2 separate regions of the Mus musculus genome follow, and region 2 is linked to region 1. The links are chromatin contacts, called in public HiChIP or PLAC-seq maps. All regions are on one chromosome and are shown on one strand. Each heading gives the region's core, a stretch centred on a gene start, on an enhancer-like site or on the middle of the called end of the contact. The rest is flanking DNA. Distances are from core to core; before and after follow the strand shown.

Region 1 (5,361 bases), core at 1,144-3,643:
ACCAACCAACCAAAAAAATGACAGAAGTGTAGGTTGAAATAGGTAGGCCTATGGACATGTTAGTGTATCTTAATTCACCTTCTCTCCCACTATTAAATTGTGTCAAAGCTGAAACCAACTTAGTAATAGACATCACCACATTCATCATCAAGGTCATATTCTTAGATTACTACAGTCATGAGCTGAAGAATATATTTTACTTTTTTTCTCCTCTTCTTGTGCTGGGGATCAAACCAGAACCTTGTAGGTGGTGGGCAACTACTCTGCCACTAATCTATAGTCCTGTTATGTGCTCCTTGCCAATACTATTATAGTATCTGGTTCTTGAATTACTATGGTTCTAAAAATGTTATTGTCAAGTAGGAAATATTACTGCTGAAATATGATCTTGGGAAAATGTGACAACCAATTTGATTATTTGCCTTCTATAAACTTCTCTATTAGTAATGTTGTTTTCTATGAAGCGAAAATTACCAAAATTATATCACTGGTTTCAATAAACATAGGTTTACTTCAATAAACATGACAGGTTTATTCCAACTTCTATCTGCACTAATTTTCGATAAACTATGTATATAAATCATACCTGCCTGTGTTTATTTATTAAGATCAATAATATCTAACTCTTTATTGTAGTTGGCCTCAAATGTGATTGATACAGAGTAAATATATGGGACATTTTGTCTTCATACTTAGTATAGCTTGAATAAGTAACAATCTTAACTTTATAGAGTAACTGTCATTTTATATAATTCCAACAACGGACATTGAAAACATTTGTTACTATTTTCTCACCCCAAACTAAGAATTCATGGCACAGTCACCCTAGACAGGATTGTTTACTTTGGAGAAGAATTAATTATAATGAAAGAAGAAACTCTCACATTTCAGGAACTCTTGGGGCAGAAGTCGTTTTTAGTTACAGAATTTATTTCAAGTCTTTCTAGTAAGCTAACTTGTTAGTTAGGCAGCAAAAATCTTTATATGGGAAAACCATATAAACATGGTATAGTTGGCCTAATTGTGAAACTGAAATTCACTGATTTCTCCAAATATCTCACAAGAAGCATTGCAATTTTAAACTTGAACAGCACAGTCCTCATGTGACAGGCGAATCATAATTCCCATTTTACAAATGTAGGAAGCGAGAAACTGAAGTTAATATCCCACGCCAAGACAAGCTGTGACAAAAACAGTATGCTCTGACATTTTGTTTTGTTTTTCAACCACATTGGGAGCTCATTTTTTTTTTTTTTTTTTTAAAGTAAGAGGTTTGTGGCTGTGGACTATATCTTTCTATCTTGATGGAGCAACACCGTTTTTTTTTTTTTTTTTTTTTTTTTTTAGCAGGAAAGTATAAGATCAAATCTAGTCTTTATTTTCCAAGGCTCCGTGTCTGACTTTTATGTGTCGTGACTCATACCACATTCATACCATGTTGGTTTCCTCATTCTCGTACTTTCTGTGTGGATGGATACAGTCTGAAGTAACCCTTACTGCATGACAGTCACTCTAGCCTTGTCAAGGGGGAATGCTAGCTGGGAGAAAGCCTTCTCCAGTCCCTAAGGAGTCTGTGTGACTCTCCAGCCCTGGACAATGTTTTCAACGTCTACCATAAATCTTTCTAAATGTCTTCTTAGTAGATCCTGCATCTGAGACAGCAGCAGACGAGGCAGTAAGAAGCCACAGTAAGAATCAGCAGCAGCTGAGCTTGGTTAGATTCCAACTTTGCCACTGCCTACTGCTTCCTTATCTCAGATCCAGTCTCTTGCTCTGGATTAAGGTACCTACCTATAGCTCAGGTGTTGAAAACACCAAGCCAGTGTTTGTCACTGCTTACAGAAACACATCAGGTTCCACCTCCTCCATCCTTCGTGGTGCCCTCTCAGCTCCCCTAGAACGACACTCTAGGGGGCCTGCTACTGTGTGTTCAAAAGTTAAGTCCCTGGCTGTGCGTCCGGTGTCTGCGGCAGGAATGTGTTTCCCATATGTGCCGGCAACTGGAGCCTGTCCTTGAGCAGTTTGGCAGAGCTGGTTAGCAGGTGCATGAAGTCTGAACATTCCTGAATCAGGAGGGGGCGGCTCTGGGTTTCCGAGAGAGCACTACCGGGGCCACGGGCAGGAGTGAGGCGGAAGTCAGAGCATCCACTCGAGCTCCCAATTTGCAATGAATGGGAGTCGTGATGTGGGAACCCCGGGGCAGAAGTGCTTTCCCAGGCCGGGGATCGCAGGAGCCGGTGCCCAGGACAGCAGGAGGGCAGGTCCTGCCCGGAGCCCGCGCGGCCAGGTGCAGCCGCCGGGCGCGTCCCCGTGCGCCCCCTCCCCCTCCCGCCGACTTCCTGGTTCGCGGAAGGTGGCGAAGCCGCCGCCGGCCGGGTCGCGGGAACCGAGAGGCGGGGGCAGGGGCAGGGGCGGGGGCGGCGTCGCCGCGGTGCTGTCCCCGCGAGGCCGCGGAGGGCGCCGTGGGCCAGCCGCCGCTCGGAGCAGCGCGTCCCGGACGGCGTGCGGGCGTGCGGGCGCGGGGCGACGGCAGCCCCGCAGCGACATGTGACCATGGACCGCAGGACCAGGTGAGCGGCGGCGGGGCCAGGCCTCCGCGGCCCCGGGTGCGGCCTGCCCGGTACGGCCCGCTGCGCGGAGGTCGGCGCTAGGCCGCAAAGCCTGCCCGGCCGGCGACCGGTCTTCCCCGGGCCGGGTCGGCCGTGCGCCGCGGCGGGCGGGCGGGCGGGCGGACGGGCGGGCGGCTCTGCGAGCGGTGGTTAGGGAACCGCTCCCCCGGCGTTAGGATCGCCGTGGTTCCCTTTAGGGTGATTTTTCAGGGTGGCCAGGGTTGCTTTCTGATGCTTTCCCTTCGTTTAAAATGAAAGCGGTGTTTGTTTGTGCAGCCGCTGAGTGTGTGTGCTGCTTGCAGAGTGGTATATGCACTAAGGTGGCTCTTCACCATTGGCCATTTTACTTGTAGGGAGTAGGTAAAAAGCAATTTGAATAACGGTGGCGGCTCTGCTTGGAGGTGTCTTAGAGATGGGTATTTGCAGCTTTTTCTCTGGAAACTTTACTTTGGGAAGAAATCTCGTCTTCTTTGACCGCCCCCTCCTCTTCCGTTCTACCTCACTGTGTGTTAGAGCCACAGTGAAAGGCCCTGTAGATTGCAGAGAAGTATTACCGAGTCAGGATTTATTTACCTAAGACAAATTCTAAATATCTTATGAAGATAGAAATGTTACACATTTTAGAATATTTCCTTTAATATTTGACACCATAGAGGACAGGGTGATTAAAAAAAAACACACAACTTACTCTTTGGACAATTTATTGTACTATGAGGGAATTAAAAAAAAAGATAGCTGGAGCCCGGTTTATGCTCATGAAACAAGTTAATAGCGGGTGGGATGAGGAAGTGGAGAAGTGGATATTTATAAATTAATTTGTATGGGTTGTCTTTCCCTCCAGTTCTAAAGAATGTCATGTTATATATATATATATATATATATATATATATATATATATATATATATATATATATTTAAAATCAATGTTTGTTTAGAAGTGAGAGATAGCATTAATATCTTAAAGAAATTATGTATTAAACAAGCCAATGTACAAAGGCACTAGTCTTAACAGGGTAATTGAAATATACACCATCACTTTTGTGCATTGTGATGTCTTTTCCTTTAACAGTCCCCTGCCTCTCCCTCCCATTATGGTCAAACCCAAGGCTTCAAGCACTCTAGGGCAGATACTGTGCACTGGTGAGCTACATCCCCAGACTTAATCTTATACCTTCTGATGGAAAGAAACTCTACAATACCAAATTTTTGTTTGCTTTGAGTATCTCACTATATTTCAGTCTGCCTTTTGAAATGTACCAAATAAATGGGCTAAGCATGTAGTATAAGAAATTAGGAAGAAAAAAAAAAAAAAAAAACAAACCCAAACTAGTACTTGTGAAGGAACTGAAACAAACTTTCTGTTCTGTGTGTGTGTGTGTGTGTGTGTGTGGGGGGGGGGATTTAATGAGGAGGCCAATGTCCAAATTCCTTAAAAATAGTTGATATTAAGAAAATAATTTTTGTTAGGTTTTGTTACCTTGGAGTGTGTGAACAGCTCTCTACTTTGAGCATGTTCAAGTACAATAAAGATTTCAGGAAAGCCTGTGTACAATATCCTATCTATGGAGAGCGTGTCTGTGAGTCTGGAATCAGGTTTTTATCCTCTGGAGAAAACTGGCCAGCCTATGTTAGATCTGTGACAGTGTGAGAGGATGCTTAAGGGTGTACTGGCTTTCCATTTTTGATTCAGGAGGGTGAAAATACTACTCTACAGTGTTCTTTCCCACATTGATTTGCTGGTACTCTGAGATGGGCAGGGTGCATTATAGGTGAGAAAGCATTCTGACAGCTGACACACTTTGCCCCCTGATCCAGAACTCCAAAGTCTGAGCTATAACTCTTATCAAACTGATAAAACATTTTCATGTCTATTTTTGCTACCAAGTCGGGAATATCATAGAGTATGCTGAGACAGGAATAAGACTAGATTTAGAGTGGTGGTGTCCTCGGGAGGCAGAGGCAGGCAGGCAGAGGCAGGCAGATCTCTGAGTTTGAGGCTAGCTTGGTCTACAGAGTGAGTTCTAGGACAACAAAGGCAACACAGAGAAGCCCTGTCCCAAATAACAAGAAAAAAAAAGTCAGTAAATTATAGGGATGGAGTTTTCAACATGGAAAGGCTTTGGGCTTAATTCTTAGCACCACAAAAGCCCACATGTATAGGAATATCCTTGTATAGAAGCTTTATAGATAATGGCTATTTTTCTGTGCAAAGTAAATATAACAAGATTCTCTTTATTTTAGGGAAAATCCAGAAAGAACTTTTGACTTGGTATTGAAAGTGAAGTGTCATGCCTCTGAAAATGAAGGTATGTGTGTTTCTTTACTCCCAACGTAATCGAGTGTGTCCAGACAAGTGTTCCTACTGTGTTCTGCCGGAGCATGATAGTGTCAGGAACCTGATAGCTCCAGGTGTCTATTCCACTATCTCAAATTGCTAGTGGTAAAAGAGAGCTAGGCCTTTGCTTTGGGGTTGTAGAAATCACGGATGCTATCTGTGCAGCTTGGATTTCAACCTGCAGCTCAGTTTTGTTCCCCGTTGACAAAACTGCCCTTGTTCTTGGTGGGAAGGGATGCTTTTGCCATTTTCTTTCATCTGTATTTGAAAAGTCAGCACCATTAAACAGAAAATAACACAAATTCTCCTGCTAGTACCAAAGGCACCTTCAGCAGTCCCTCCTGATGTTTCTGGAGTGAAGTGTGTAGGCTGAGTAGCCTCTTGGGTAGGGTTTATTCTAGTTGCACAGCACTTGGG
Region 2 (5,361 bases), core at 1,695-4,194, 140 kb after region 1:
CATTCCCTTCCAGACCAGGCCTTCTTTAGCCTTCTTAGTTTTCAGCACAAGCCTGGGCTCCAACATTACATTTCCTGATGTTCTTTTTCTCTTAAGCTGTGTATTCTCTATTTCTTTTGCTCCACTTTTTCCTTTTGATTGTGAACCTGCCTAAGTGCAATTAGTAATAACTGTCACTAAGGTAGGCTTTGAGGTTTCAGAAGACTCATGCAATTGTCCATGTGCCCCACCCCTACCCCTTGGCCTTATGTTGTGAATCAAGATGAGTCAATAGTAGTCTGTCTTGAATATTTGTCCTGAAATCACCTCTACCAAGGAAATGAGTTACTTTACAGTTTAGTGAATAATTAGGACAAGAGCAGAAAGCTGTCACATTCATTGCCAAAATATCACAAGAACAGTCTTTAGCCCAGTTGCTAATATTGTTCCTCTCTAAAACCTACTGAGTAGCGCCTCCATAGTCCATGTTGCTCTCAGTGGTACTGTCTTCCTAGCTCCCACTAGGATGTCCTGTTAACAACATTTAACCACTTCCCTAGTACAGGTCTCATAGTCTACCAAGTCACTCCAAACCCAGCATTGTTAGGCCTATCAGAACAATAGCTCCCTTCCGGGGGCCAGCCTCTGTCCTTACTTTCTATTGCAGTGACAAAAACCCCATGCTTGCACTCTCAGAGGGTTAGAGTGCATGATGGTGGAATGAAGGGATAGCTGAGAGCTCACATCTTGATCTAGAACCACAAGAGAGACAGACATTAAAAGGGTTTGCATGTTTATTTCAGAACTTATTTGATCATTTATATATTTGACCTATATCTTTGATATATTTTGTTAGGCATAAGTCAAAGAAGGATCAAGTATAGAAGTTATACTCATTTCACGATCTTATCTCTTTTCATCAATATATTTTGGTGTCCTTAGTCCAATAGAAGACAGCTGCGAAGTTTAACAAGCTTTGAGTATGGATTCTTTGACTAGACATTGCTTTAAAATTTTTTGACTGGAACCAGGTAGGGTGGTATTCTCCTGTAATCCCAGCCTCAGGGAGGCTGAGGGAGGAGCGTCACCACTGGTTTGAGATTAGCCTGGTTTACTCAGAGTCCCAGACTAGCATCCAGGACTACATAGCAAGACACTATCTCAAAAGGTTTAAGGGATGTTTATAGACTAGTTAGTTAGTCTTGCCAACTTTATCAGATTAAGAAACAGCTAGTGAGGCACACTTTTTTTATGTTTTTGGGAACCTTTTCTGAAGGGGTTAGCTGAGGGAGAAGAACCAGCTTGAAAGAGGCTAGCACCGTCTGATAGACTGGCACCTGGTCTGAAGGAAAAAGGAGAAGGCTTGCTAAGTACTAGCTTTTGCTTTCTCTGCTTGCTAGCCTGCTGTGATGTCAGTATTAAGTCTTACACATGTGCACACATGAAATCTTAGTGATTATATTGCATGCATAAGACCTGTACATGATTAAGCCAGCCAGAATACCAGCACAAATCAGGTAAAATGTTCTGCAGTCCCATCTGGAACTGAGAAGCTATTGGTACTTGATGGCTTCCAGAGGAGGGAAAATACATTTTCTTCAGGGATGGGACCTCTGAGATGTCATGTATTCTATAATAGTTGGACCTGCATCTATGCATGTGTATACTGGCAGCATTACGTGGACTTGGTGGGTTGGTGTAGGGGAGGAGGGAAGAAGGGAGGGCAAAGACTACTCATGGTAGGCTAGATAGACCTGCAACTCTGCGTACACTGACAGTACTAAGTAGACTAGGTGGGATAGAGACAGAGGCAGTAGAGGTGGGGCCCAGAGACTACCCAAGCCACTACAGTAGGCGGACCTGCACCCACACAAGCACTGGCAGTAGGACCATAAAGTGGAGTCACTGTTGGAATTTACCAACCATATCCATTCTGACCCTTAGAAGGGGTTTTGGGTCAGATTTGGAGTTGTGAGTTACAGAAGTCCTCTGGTGCTATACACAGAGTTTAATGCTCATTCTAGTGAGAGTTCAGGAGACCAGAATACTAAGAACTGTATATGGTAAAGGCCAGGCTTTTGATAATTTTGAAGGGGAAAGAGGAATTTTATTAGGAATTGCTCTATAGGCCATTCATGTTGTGTTCTGCCAAAGAAGCTGGCTTATTTTACTAATGACCCACAAATTTGAATATGACTGAGTTCAAAATGTTGTCCTCCCACTCTTTTGGAATACAAATGTTTGCTGCATACAGTTACATGTATTTAACATAATTCATAGGGACTCACAGGTAAGAGATTGCCTTGGGACATAAAGAAGACTTTGGCCTTTTGGACAAAGTTGAAACTCACAAAAAGGAGTTGCATTGACTGAAGCTCACATTGGGAGGTACAGAGAACCTAATAGGGGAAGGTAGACTAGAAGGCTGTTTGACCGCCTGTTCTCTGGCTTATGGTGGTGTCTTATAATATTATAAGACTGAAAACCCGAGGAGGGGGACCAAACTAAAGGAAATAGATCCATTGGAGACAGATGTTTTGAGTTGTAGTCTTAGCAAGGCACCAGTTGAGTTTGTGTATTAATTTCTGGCCTGGCTTTCTCTGTCCTTACACCATTCTCTCTGTCCCTCCTCCTTCCCCTGCCCCTACTCCTCTCCTTCCCTTCTCCTCTCCTTCCCCTCCCCCTCTCCTTCTCCTTTCCCTCTCATTCCTTTCCTCTCCTCCTCCCTCTGTCTCTCTTTTGTTAATGATTTTTTTTCATACAATACATTTTGATTACACTTTCTCCTTTCCCAGTCCCCCTCAGATTCTCCCCAGCGACCCAATTCTTCACTCTTTCTTTGCCTTTAAAAAACAAACAAAAGCTCCATAAAAGCACAAATTGGAAATCATAATACACAAGCAGAAGACCAATAAGACCACCCCTCAGAAAGCCCAAGCATAGTACACGAGACAAACAAATCGTTAGAACGACCACGGAGTTTGTGCTATGTTGGCTGCTGACTGCTGAGCATAGAGCCTCTGGGTAGTATATCCAGGAGACCTCCACTGATGAAAACTAACTGTTCCTTTGCAAGTGGCTATCAGTTGCAAGTTTTTTTATTAGGGGTAGGAACCTGTCTTTCAGTTCTGGGACCCCATCTAGCTTTAATCTATGTGGGCTCTGTCTATGCTGCCACAGTCTTGAGTTTCATGTGTGCATCTGGGCTTCTGTGTCCTGAAGAAATCATTTTCTTCGAGTTTCCCTCTTAACTGTGACTCATTGTTATCAGCCACCTCACATTCCTGCTGCCAGGAAGCTACACTGCCACACCTCCTTCATCACAGTGATAACCTCTCTTTGGTTAAGTTATTTCAGTCAGGTACTACGTGACGATGACATTTAAAATAAGGGGTATGGGGGATATATAGTCTCAAGTACATTAGTGTTTTGGATTTTGTTATGTGTCTATTACCTACGACACACATAGCCTCTCTCTTACCACTTTCAGTCAGTGCCTGTAGCTCTCCCTGGAAAATATCCTATTTTCTTGACATCTGTACCCTAGACTCTATTGCATCTTAGGCTACAGTGAATCCAACTTACTAGCAATTTGTCTTTACTTTTTTCTGAGACCTTGGTGCAAGCCTCAATCCAATAATTTTTCCATTCTGTATGTTTGTATAATCAACACCACATGGTTGGCACCACTCCCACTTGCCTGTGTAAGATGTATCTGGGAATCTAGGAGCCAGCCATTGGTGCAGTCATCTCTGAATACCTGCATGACTTGATCCAGCAAAACAGATCCCTAGGTGTCTCTGAGCAGGATGCCCACGCAGTAGCACTCTGTGTTCAGGCACTCGGGTTTTGTTTTGTTTTGTTTTTGCAGACATTGTCCTTTTAGATGAAAGTATAAAAAACGAATTTGGAAAAAACAAAACAAAAAAAAAAATGAAGTTGGATCCTTTAACGGGTGAAGTCTTGTCCTCTACATCCCCTTGCTATAGTCTCTGATATCTAAAGTTCTCAAAGAATAAATTTTTAAAAACTTCTGCGAAATAAGTGTTTCTGAACTCCAGTTTCTTTCACTCATATATTCATTGATTCATTGACTATTTATTCTTCCAGTGTCAGTAGTTATGATGCTGGCTCTGGTAACGTGAATACAGTAGATACATCTTTAACAGGATTGTCTTTTTATTTTTTTTATTTTTTTTTTGCTTTCGTTTGTTTTGTTGCACCCTTAAATGAAGTTTTTATGGGAGTAGTAAGTATGGTCTACTTCATTTACCCAGAGATTATTTGTGTAAACCCATCCAGTTTGTATGCGTAAGATTCAGAAATCTTCTATAGCTCTTTCTGTCAAAAATCACTGTAAAGTCTGTAATACCATTTTTGAGATGGGTCATTGTCTGGTGAGCGTTAGTTTATGACGATACTTGATAGATTATTCCAGCCTCCCTCATAGTTTGTATTCTCCCTCTTTACTACACACGTCACCAAAGACTTAGAAAAACAATTAAGAACACTGAGGTCCAATGAGATGGTTCAGCTGATCAAGGGGCTTGCAGCTACGCCAGATGATCTGAGTCCTGTCCTCTGCCTTCCAAGTGCTGGGATTAAAGGCATATACTACCACCACCTGGCTAGAAATTAAATTTAGTAGTATAAAAATAATAATTTAAGAAAAGCCCCCAGCCAGGCATGGCAGCACACACAGCCATGAGTGATGGATGAGCAAGTCACACAAGGCTGCTGTGGACACATCCAGAGAAACTGCATCTTGGATTTCATCTAAGTTTTATGTTTTATACTAAGGCCTACATGCGGCTGTGGCTAATTTCCTTGAAATGGTAGTTGTGTGACATCATTAATTCCACCAGAAAAGGCAGCAATTGAATCACACTGTTACTAGTCATTACTTTTATCCACGTCAGAGCCAATTCCTAGCATTTTACTTACAGACTTCTTTAATCAGAGCACTGAGTCTCTTTAACAATTAAATTATAATTGATAATTTTCAGATTTCCAGTATGATTTTTAATGCCTTACTGAAACCTTAGGATTGCTAAAAATTTCATTCTAGCGAGTGAATTGTCATTAGTCTTCACTCTCCTTTTGAACATGAAATACAATCACTTATCTGTATATATGTCAAGTATGCCAAGTGGGCTGTGGAAGTGTTGGGGGATGGGCATTGGGAGGATCAGCCAGCAAGGGATGGCTCTGCAGGTGTATGAGAATAACTGATTGCTCTTGCACAGGACCTATTTGTGATTCCCAGCACCCACATGATGATTGCCAAGCACCCGTAACTCCAGATACAGGTTATCTCATGCTGTCATCTGCATCAAGCATATATATATGCAGGCAAAATATTCAGATATCACATACAACAAT

Evidence for each region. HiChIP or PLAC-seq counts read pairs in DNA pulled down with a chosen protein or histone mark.
Region 2: a contact with region 1 is called in an H3K27ac HiChIP or PLAC-seq map of extraembryonic endoderm stem cells. The contact joins the enhancer-like site here to the promoter of Dennd1b in region 1. A contact is called at or near these places in 4 of 39 promoter capture datasets (3T3-L1-derived adipocytes, the HPC-7 cell line and liver), 3 of 115 datasets of contacts at active chromatin or transcription factors (the SCID.adh cell line, bone marrow-derived macrophages and extraembryonic endoderm stem cells) and 2 of 9 other capture datasets (liver and pancreatic islet).

Annotation. Positions count from the first base shown.
Region 1 is chr1:138,961,316-138,966,676 of GRCm38.p6, forward strand. It overlaps Dennd1b (DENN/MADD domain containing 1B), which reads left to right and starts at 2,394. Exons shown (of 22, transcript NM_001166501.1): 1 at 2,394-2,570; 2 at 4,851-4,915. The coding sequence starts at 2,554.
Region 2 is chr1:139,104,782-139,110,142 of GRCm38.p6, forward strand. All of the region lies in intron 13 of Dennd1b (DENN/MADD domain containing 1B), which reads left to right. Among named protein-coding and RNA genes, the nearest start is that of Gm41960, 60 kb to the right of the region's middle. Within about 2 kb of position 2,945, at least 5 of the 459 cell types and tissues checked have an H3K27ac peak or open chromatin away from gene starts, as enhancers often do. A contact at or near this core is called in extraembryonic endoderm stem cells, where this site is marked.